2 separate regions of the Mus musculus genome follow, and region 1 is linked to region 2. A link is a contact called in public Micro-C data. All regions are on one chromosome and are shown on one strand. Each heading gives the region's core, a stretch centred on a gene start, on an enhancer-like site or on the middle of the called end of the contact. The rest is flanking DNA. Distances are from core to core; before and after follow the strand shown.

Region 1 (4,595 bases), core at 1,198-3,697, 240 kb before region 2:
GCCAACCCCCCAGGCAAACAAGCAAACAAACAAAACCCCAAAAAAACCGACAACAACAAACCAGGAAAACGATAAAGACAGAAGCATACAAAGAACAACATTCTAAAAATCCTTTTTAAAAACCCCTCATATTGTTGTAATCTTCCTGGTGGTTGGTTCTTCCACAGAACCATAGACAGCACTTAGAAAAGCATGCTAACCTCTCCACGTACTGGGACACAGGACAAATGCAGATGCAAACTCAGATCATCCATAGAAGGCAGAGGGAGGGGACAGGGAGAAATGGCATCGGGGCAGGGGGAGATGAATACAAATATGAGCCTATAATGAGATATAGTCAGGGCTGGTAAGACAGCTCAGCAGGTAAAGGGGCTTGCTGCCAAGAGTGATGACCTGAGTTCCATCCCCAAGATCCACTAGTAGAAAGAAAGCTGAACCCCAAAGCCTGTGCAGTGCGCTCTCTCTCTCCTCCCTCTTTCCCTCCATCCCTCCCTCCCTGCACACACACACACACACACACACACACAGAGTCCACAACTTTTAAATGCTCTGCAAGTGTCTTGGCTTTTTACAGCTCCCACTTAGCATTGACTGAATACAGTCCCAGTTCCCATGTCTGCAAGAAATCTATGTGTCACAAAGATGAACTCCAAGGTTGTCCATGGAAAGGCAGAACAAATACCTAATGTCTACCATCTACATCAAAGGCTTCATAGTGGCAAACTCACTTGGTGTGTCTAATCTAGTGACAGGCACAAGACATGCTGACGTCTGCTCGGCTGTTCCAGTCACTGCACACAGCCATAGCTTAGCTTCCTCCCAGGGCCTCACTTAGCCACTGAGGCTGCAGCTCATCTGTGGGCGCTCTCCTCCACTGTGGGAAGAGGCAGCAAGGGCTGGACGAGGCCATCCCAGCAGTGGATGCATTGGCCGCTGGGCAGCGAGCGGTGTGACACTTGGTTAGCAGCAACAGTGGCTCTGCTTGCTAAAACCAACCAGCTGGCAAACACCTGCCTGTTTTCCAGAACATTCCTCAGTTCCCAGATTGAGAGATTCTATCTGTCCTTCAGTGCCCTCCAAAGATCATAGCTGTTCATTTCTAACCCCTGCTTTGTGCAGAATTCCTCCTAGCTGGAGAGCTGCCTCATTTCACACGTGCCTTAGAAATTGGCTACAAGCAAAACAAATCAAAGACAGATTCTCTATTTTTTTTCCCCCTTGGGTGTCATCTTCTTGTCTCTGTCTTCCCCCTGCCCCCTACAACTCAAATCCGGGAAAGCAGGGGAAGTCTTGTGCCTCCAAGCACACAGGCCAGAGGAAGGCTGGAGGTAACACATCTTCACCAGCGGCTCAGGTCTGGCTCCCAGTGGCAGCACAAGCTGATACAGTGTAATAAAAACCCACACAGTGAGCCCACAGCACCAGTGTGGGCACACTGTAGCTAGCCCACAGCACCAAACAGCCACTCAGGTGTATCTTCTGGGATACTGGAATACTTTGTATACCATACAGTTTACAAACACAATTGACTGCTCACTTTATCACAGTGTCTTATTTATGTGTTTGCCTGCCTATCTATCAATCTACCTTTATTTATTTAATTACTTATTTTATTTTAAACCGTTTCCCTACAGTCAGGCTGGTGGGGAACTTGCTATATGCAGCCCAGCCGGGCTTCCTACTTGAGCTCCTCCTGCATCTGCCTCTTCAATGCTGGAATAATAGTGGTGGTCTTCATCTACCCAGGCACTATCCACTAAGAGTGTAGGTCTTCATCACATACCTACGCCCTACCTCCAAAAGGATATCCTGCGTCCTGGGAAGAGACCCACTTGGACATGATTAACAGAGATGACCAGATCTGGACCAGGTTTGCATAAAGTTCTTAGAGTAATGGTCAGGAAAGCCCCAGCATGTTTGCTTAGCCTTTTGTTTTTGAGATGGGGAAATCTCACTTTATACCCCAGGCTGGCCCTAAAACTCACCAGTAGTTCAGGCTGGCCTCAAAGTCACAGAAACCCCGCCTTAACCTGTTATGTGTTAGATTCACAGGTAGGAAGCCACCACATGGGAGTCTGTGTGCTGTGTTATTTTTTAAAAAAAATTAATTCATTTATTATATGTAAGTACGCTGTAGCTGTATTCAGACACTCAAGAAGAGGGTGTCAGATCTCCTTACGGATGGTTGTGAGCCATCATGTGGTTGCTGGGATTTGAACTCAGGACCTTCGGAAGAGCAGTCGGTGGTCTTACCTGCTGAACCATCTCACCATCCCCCCGGGTGCTGTGTCTTAAAGTGGATCAGAAGGCTTCTCATTAAACTCATGGTTTATTTGGCTCACAACCACCCTCTTCTGTGAATAGCATAGCTCTGGGGCTGCTTCTGTGAGGGAGGAGGTGGGAAGTGAGTCTTTAGATTTTACAGTCAATGCTTTATTGAAGACACTAGGGGTCAGCAGATTCCCAAAAGTTGTGAGTGAAACCAGGAGCCCTGGCACCTAGGGCGGGGCCCGGTGCTCAGGGCGTTGCTGGAGAGATGCCCACAGCAGCCCGAGTCTAATTACTATTGTAGCCCCTTCCATATACAGGCCCTCCTCTTAGCAGTAACTTTAACTTTCATTTGGGTGCCTGACGTCCTCCTGCAAAGCCTGGGTGCTCTGAGACGATGATCTGATGCTGGAGTTTGTGCTGCAGCCCAAGCTAATTTACATAATACCTCCCACAGCATAGCCCAGGCTGCCAGTTCAAAGAAATATGACCTTATTTGGGCAGTGAGAGCCAAGAGATAAAATGGGATGGAGGTGGGAATGAGGGTAGGGGCGGGGACTGAAGAGGTGGCTCAGCAGGCAACTAAAAACCAGCACTGGTCTTGTAAGGAGGACTATTCAGTTCTCAGTACTCACAAGCACCCATAAAGATTGGGGGAGGGGAAATCTAACAGCTTCTGGACCCCGCAGGACAGGCACCTGCATTCACACATTTGTATACACACATACAAACTTAAATAATTGAAATAAACTAGAAGATTGAATGGGGAGAGGCAAGGAAATTTGCTAAGGACAACTGATTCTTCTGACAGAGTTCCTGGAAGTCCCCCTACCCATCTTTTCTTCCAATTAGATAAGAAACTTACTCTGGAGTCATATGATCCATACTCTGGCAACAACCAGGTGTGGCAATGTGGGATAGCTATAAAATGAAGCTGACTGCAAGAAACACAGCAGGGGCTTTAATAAAAATGATACAGTTCTGAGAAAAATTCTATTAAGTAAAAGAAGAAAACACATTCTAAATCATGTGTGTGTGCAGGTATGAGTGTGTGCAGGGGTGTGTGTGTGTGTGTGTGTGTGTGTGTGTGTGTGTGCATCCCATGCTGGAAATAGAACCCAGAGCTTTGTGGAACGGCTTTCTTCCCTTGAGCTTCAGCCATATACCCAGAAGCGTTTTCTAAAGAACGTCCTAGCTGTTTAAAAGCCAAATCTCTTCTCTGTGAAGCCAGGTTGAATATGGATTTTTTTCATATTTGCATTTAGTGGCAACTTACATAACACACTGAGGGGACAAAGCGTTTCAAGTGGGAAAGCAACTGAGTTGTATGTTCAAAAGCTGCAAGTTTCATGCCAGACCAACCTGTACTGGGGGGACACCAAAACTCTGCAGGATGACTTAAAGGCCATGGACCCAGCTCCTGACTGGGGAGGAGGACGTTATATATACTCAAGGCTTCTCTCCTTTACAGTTGCTGTGCAGAACGTATCATTGCTGGTTCATCTTCCTTCCCATGTGCTCGTCAGTAGACGTGGTTTTTTTTTAAAGTGTTGATCAAAATTATATCCTCTTGTTTTACAAGAGCAGGGAGCTCCTGCCACTGTGCCTGGAAAGCCGAGAGGGTGGAGGACAGGCCTGCACTCCAGTTGTCTTCTGATGCCCATTGCTTATCAGCCCGAAGCAGTGTCAGGCCCTCAGAGCTCAAAGGCCTAGGCATTTCCTTCATGTGCAAAGACGGTTTGCTTTGGAACTCAGCAGAGAATCAGTAAGGGACCAAAGGGATCGATCGCTAACACAGCCAGCTCTCCACAGCACTGAAGATGGCATCTGTGGATCAACTGCAGATAAAAAACCATTTCTAAGAAGGATCGAGGGTAGGTGTGGTGGCCAAGAGCACTGGCTGCTCTTCCAGAGGACAGGGTACGGCTCCCAGTGCCCATACAGTGGCTTTCAGCTCTCCCTCACATCTTTTCTGACCGCCTTCTGCACCATGCCTGAACATAGTGCACAAATACAGTGAAAGCAAAGCACTCACACACATTAAATACATCTTTTTTTAAACAACAACAATGATGACGACATTTAGGCCTTCTAAGAAGGTTCCTGGGGACTCAAGGTGCTTACTGCCAATCCTGATGACCTAAAACCAATCTCCAGGATCCCCTTCATTCCTGCAAACTGTCCTCTGACCTCCACTCACGTGCTATAGCGCACACATGCAGACGTAAATCAATGTCATAACTTTAAAGCTGTGTCTGTGGTGAACATGTACAGATCTTAACCTTGTGATTATTCTCTAAAGAGCTTAGTGTAAAAACTTGCATCAT
Region 2 (4,551 bases), core at 1,274-3,773:
CACTGCAACATGGTGCTGGAAAATGTGAAGGAGATGTGGACTGAGGTCCCCAAGAGCAGCAAGGGCAAGAAGAAGTCCAAGCCTGTCAACAAGGACTGCTACATCTCCAAGATATTCCTGCGTGGGGACTCGGTCATCGTGGTGCTGCGGAACCCGCTCATCACTGGCAAGTAGAGCCTGCTCCCTGCCCTGCAAAGGCCTGAAGAACCCTGCCCAAAGGGTGAGAAATAAAACCCTGTGCTTTTTGTTAAAAAAAAAATCTGATGAACATTAACCACTAAAGTAAAATTTAGAGATAAAGATGGGCAGTGTCGAATGGGGAGCATCACAAATCAATAAAATAATTCAAGTATAATGATAGACATATTTACATATAAACATAGAGAAAAGGATATTTAGCATATTACGTTGGATATAAATATGTGTCTAGTTGTGTGTATGTATATATTTTCAATTGTATAGGTAACATATTAACTATTTGTGGAGAAAATTAAAAAAAAAAAAGCATGACACTCCACTCTCCAGGTATGACATTGTCCAAGGCTTCATACTGAAAACTGTGACTTAATTAGTGACTCAATGTTAATCATGTGGAGGTTTATAGTGAGAAGAATTTGAGCAGAAAGTTCAAGTCAGAAGATCTTTACAGTTGATAATCTTGTCAACCCCAACTCCCTGTTAGGGTTGGCATCATCAGGCAGTGGGACAAGCTGACGAAGACTTCTTTCCTTCTTCCCTCAGATAATTGCATTATCATATTTCCCTTAAGATGAACATGTCAAAAGGTGTCCAACCGGATTACAACCCTCACCCTTTCCAGGGGGAGGTGAAGTTTGCTTGTCTTTTTCGACACAGCCTGTCGATCTGGAAGGTAGAATTTGAGATTTTGAACACAGAGAACTGTTCTAGACCCTGGTTTAGCAGAAAGATCAAATCCTGGGTGAAGGTTATAGGAGAAGACAGAGTGTGGGAGTAGGGACTAAAGATGGTCCAACTGTTATACTGAGTTTACTAATTTTGTCTATCCTGATATACTTTTCAAATCTTTTCTATGACTGCATTTGGAAGAGGAAGAGACTGAGAGTAGACTTGTGAAATTTCTGTATGTCAGGACCTTTAAAAAAAAACTCTGTATAGGCAGGGCCTGGGAGCACTGTGACCTGACTATCAAAATGTCTGAATGTCTCGACAGTTTCTCAGACAGAAAGGAGTCTCTTTCTTGACCAGTTTTTGTCACAGAAACCAGATCATGGCTCTGAGGAAGTCTGGTTGCCAAGACAATTATATTCTATGTTTCATCATTATTGTGACTTGCTGGTAGACAATAGGGGGTGCTTTCCTTCCCTGTCAACAATAGCTCAGGTGTTCTTAGGTTGGCTCCTTAAGGATATTTGCCTGTGATGGATGTAGAATAGTCCCTGGAGCTGTTTGTGGCCACACCCATGCTCCCTCCCCAGAGAGACTTTGCAAGTGGCTTTCACCCTTGCAATGACCTGGTTATTATTTAGATCTAAATCTCTTTAAGCAATAAATATATATGTATCCGAGTTTCTCTAGCAATGATGATGATGGTGTGAAGAAGCCCAAAGGCAGGGTGGATATTTGTCTGTGAATTAAAAATGTACCTGGTTGTTTCTAAGGAGAGAAAGAAAGGGTGTGGAGTTGGGTGGGTGAGGAGGTTGGGAGGATCTGGGAGGATCAGGGGGAGGGGAAACCGTGATCAGAATTTATTATATGAAAAATTTCTATTTTCAAAGAAAAAAAGGGGGGGAACCCTGGACTAAGAGGATTTGGAGTTGATTTCAAGGGTGTAAGTCAGAGATCACAGAGCCTGAGATGAAGAGGCTGCCAGGCAACTGGAAACTCTAGCTCAGGAGAAGCAGGGAAACAGTTGCTTGCCCTTACCTGCTCAGGTCAAGGGTATTTGATGCTCCTGTGGTTTGTTAAAAAGAACTCTGGCCCTAGTCACAAACAGAATCTTTAAGTTTACTCTAAGGAAACAATTACCAGGAAAGGCAAAACCACAGCGGGAGAGGGAGAGGGACCTTCCATGCGCACATCAATGCATATTAAGAATAATGGCAGAGCTTCATTTTTCCAAAGGGACTAATTTGTCCCTTTGTTTCACCGAATGCTTGCTGAGCCCCCCTGAGTAGTTCAGAAGGTGTATCTCAGACCACCATCTACCTTACTCCATTAAAATGGATGTGTCCTTCACTTCACGCAGATTCTCACCTAGAGACTTAAGTTTACAAACAAAACATGGATTATTGCTGTGGTGAAAGAATCCTCTGCACAAAGATGAACAGCAGGACACCTCTAAGTAACATATTTCCCTGGTGGGTTTTACAATACAATTCTTGGCAGGGTAATTTGATCTGCATACAATTTTTCAAGACACACACCTGCAGGTCACAAGTGGAGTGTCTGTATATTCATGATGGTTACTGAGATGGCTAAGCATCTCAGCCTAGATTGTGTTGGGGTCGATCAGTCACCGGAGCTGGTTCCTGACCACTGGTGCTCCTGCAGACAACTCACAGGAAGCTTTGTTTTTTTAGCTGCTGATCTCCTGGAGGGAACCCAGCAGGGAAGAAACAGGCAGATCTTGCATTAGCTTTCTAAGAAGAGGTAATGTCCTGATTAGTTTCTGGACTGACTAAGTATAGTGATTTAGAGTCATTCACTCACTGTAATATATGCAGATGTTTTTGACTTAAAAAGAAAGTAATCACGAGGGCTGTTATTAGACACTAACAGAACAATGTACTAGAATGCGCTTTAGTGGGAATGCCAACACATTAACTATTAGTGTTTATCACTGAGCCCTCCTCCCGATGCTCAGAACAGAGAGCTGTTGATCCTCAAAGATAAAGTGATTAAACACTGAGGCTGGCTTTGCTCCCAAAAGATGGCACCAGCACCAAGGCTGGAACAGAAATGTATTTGCCAAGATATCTAACTTCAGTTTAATATAGGAAAGACTGGAAACCTACAGGTCCATTAACCACCAAGCTGATGGGATGTTACAAGGCTTGCACATCACAAAAGGCAGTTCTGTGACAAAGTGACTGGAGTCCTATTTCCATCTGCTCAGGGGCACTTGACACTTGCCAGCCCAATGAACTGCCCACAAGTGCTGCTGGCCTCTCAGTATCTTGAACACAGCTTATCAGCAGGAAGAACCATTACCCAGCAGGAAAGAGATACAATGAGGACAATAAACTGAAGGGGGTGACTGAAGAGCAATAGGGGAGAGCTAGAGGGATGGGAATTTCCATGGACAGCAAGTTCAACAATGTCGGGATGATGTAAAATGTCACTAGGGAAGTGACATGGGGAGATAGTGATGGTCTCAGCACAGAGAAACAGAGCGTGATTTCAAACACCAAGGGGTAGAATATCAGATCTCAGAATCAAATGCAAACACAAAGCAGAACAAAGACCATGTGTTAAAGGTTAAGATGCCACAGGGCTTGAGAACTGTATTTTGTTTGAGTCTGTAAAACAATGGGCTAAAAAGCTACTTCCTGCAGGCAACTGACCTATTAGAAGCAGGAATCACTCTCCTTGGTCAATAGTTGCCTTTGGGGACATATACATGATATTAATCCTTCACTCAGCCTTCTGATCTACAAGAACAAATCATAGTTTCTGGTTTTTATCTTGGACCTAGCAATGACTTATTAATTTAGCAACATATGTCTGTTATATTTACATTCTTTCTAGGACATCGTGCTACTATTGGTAAGGGATTATAATCAACGGGACAAAAGGAACTAGTTGACAGCATTAGAACTGTACTCATGTGTGGACTATACTTAAAACCTGAAGCCCGTCTTGACCTGACACTATGAGACAGAAAAAGTGATGATTATTAGACACAGATAATCTGTACTCTGTTTCCTAGTGAGATTTTTTTTATAGAAATAAACAAGAGAAAAGGGAGACTTTTACAATACAATTTCTCCTTTTATTGATAGAAAACGGTTGGCATTTGGAAAATGTTCAATTCGTCTTGAAGCCAAACATCCCTAAAGTTTGACCGCAGAGGTTCATACTAAAGCCATTATCTCATAGCAAGCAAGCATGGGAGTGATCTCATGCATCACATGAATGGCTGGCTCTGCAGGGACTGGTGGACGGCATTTGACTGGGAGGGGATGATGTTAGAGCTTGCAGTGAAGTACTAGACATCAACAGGAGCAGGATCACATAGTGGACACCTTGGCCCAAAACGAGAGATGGAAGGAACTCAGCAGAGAGACCCTAGAGTTTGTGAATTTTGCATTAACATCTGTAAACATGAGCCTGTAATAGGTGACCTCCATGCTAAAGCCCTTAGATGCAGGTATTTTGGCTTTGAAATGCTTAAGACTATACTTTGACCATAGCTAGAAGGATGTGCAAATGTATAGACTGTGAAAACAGCACAGTGGTAGATTAACCACATAACTCACACAGTGGATTATGACAAACCAACCTGCCTCCATCTAAGGCTTAAAAACCATCTTATAGTAAAGACCAACTAGGTTCATTCCTGCTTATGAT

What was found. A called contact is a pair of places that touch in the nucleus more often than the background predicts.
Region 1: a Micro-C map of embryonic stem cells shows a contact between it and region 2, with 4 times the contacts expected there. The contact joins two enhancer-like sites. A contact is called at or near these places in 1 of 39 promoter capture datasets (liver), 3 of 484 Hi-C or Micro-C datasets (the HL-1 cell line and embryonic stem cells) and 3 of 115 datasets of contacts at active chromatin or transcription factors (all in embryonic stem cells).

Annotation. Positions count from the first base shown.
Region 1 is chr3:68,541,228-68,545,822 of GRCm38.p6, reverse strand. The region is part of intron 5 of Iqschfp (Iqcj and Schip1 fusion protein); the gene reads right to left. All of the region lies in intron 2 of Schip1 (schwannomin interacting protein 1), which reads right to left. Among named protein-coding and RNA genes, the nearest start is that of Gm22073, 4.2 kb to the left of the region's middle. Within about 2 kb of position 2,447, at least 114 of the 459 cell types and tissues checked have an H3K27ac peak or open chromatin away from gene starts, as enhancers often do. A contact at or near this core is called in embryonic stem cells, where this site is marked.
Region 2 is chr3:68,304,448-68,308,998 of GRCm38.p6, reverse strand. All of the region lies in intron 4 of Iqschfp (Iqcj and Schip1 fusion protein), which reads right to left. All of the region lies in intron 1 of Schip1 (schwannomin interacting protein 1), which reads right to left. It also overlaps the pseudogene Gm5848. Among named protein-coding and RNA genes, the nearest start is that of Gm22073, 240 kb to the left of the region's middle. Within about 2 kb of position 2,523, at least 7 of the 459 cell types and tissues checked have an H3K27ac peak or open chromatin away from gene starts, as enhancers often do. A contact at or near this core is called in embryonic stem cells, where this site is marked.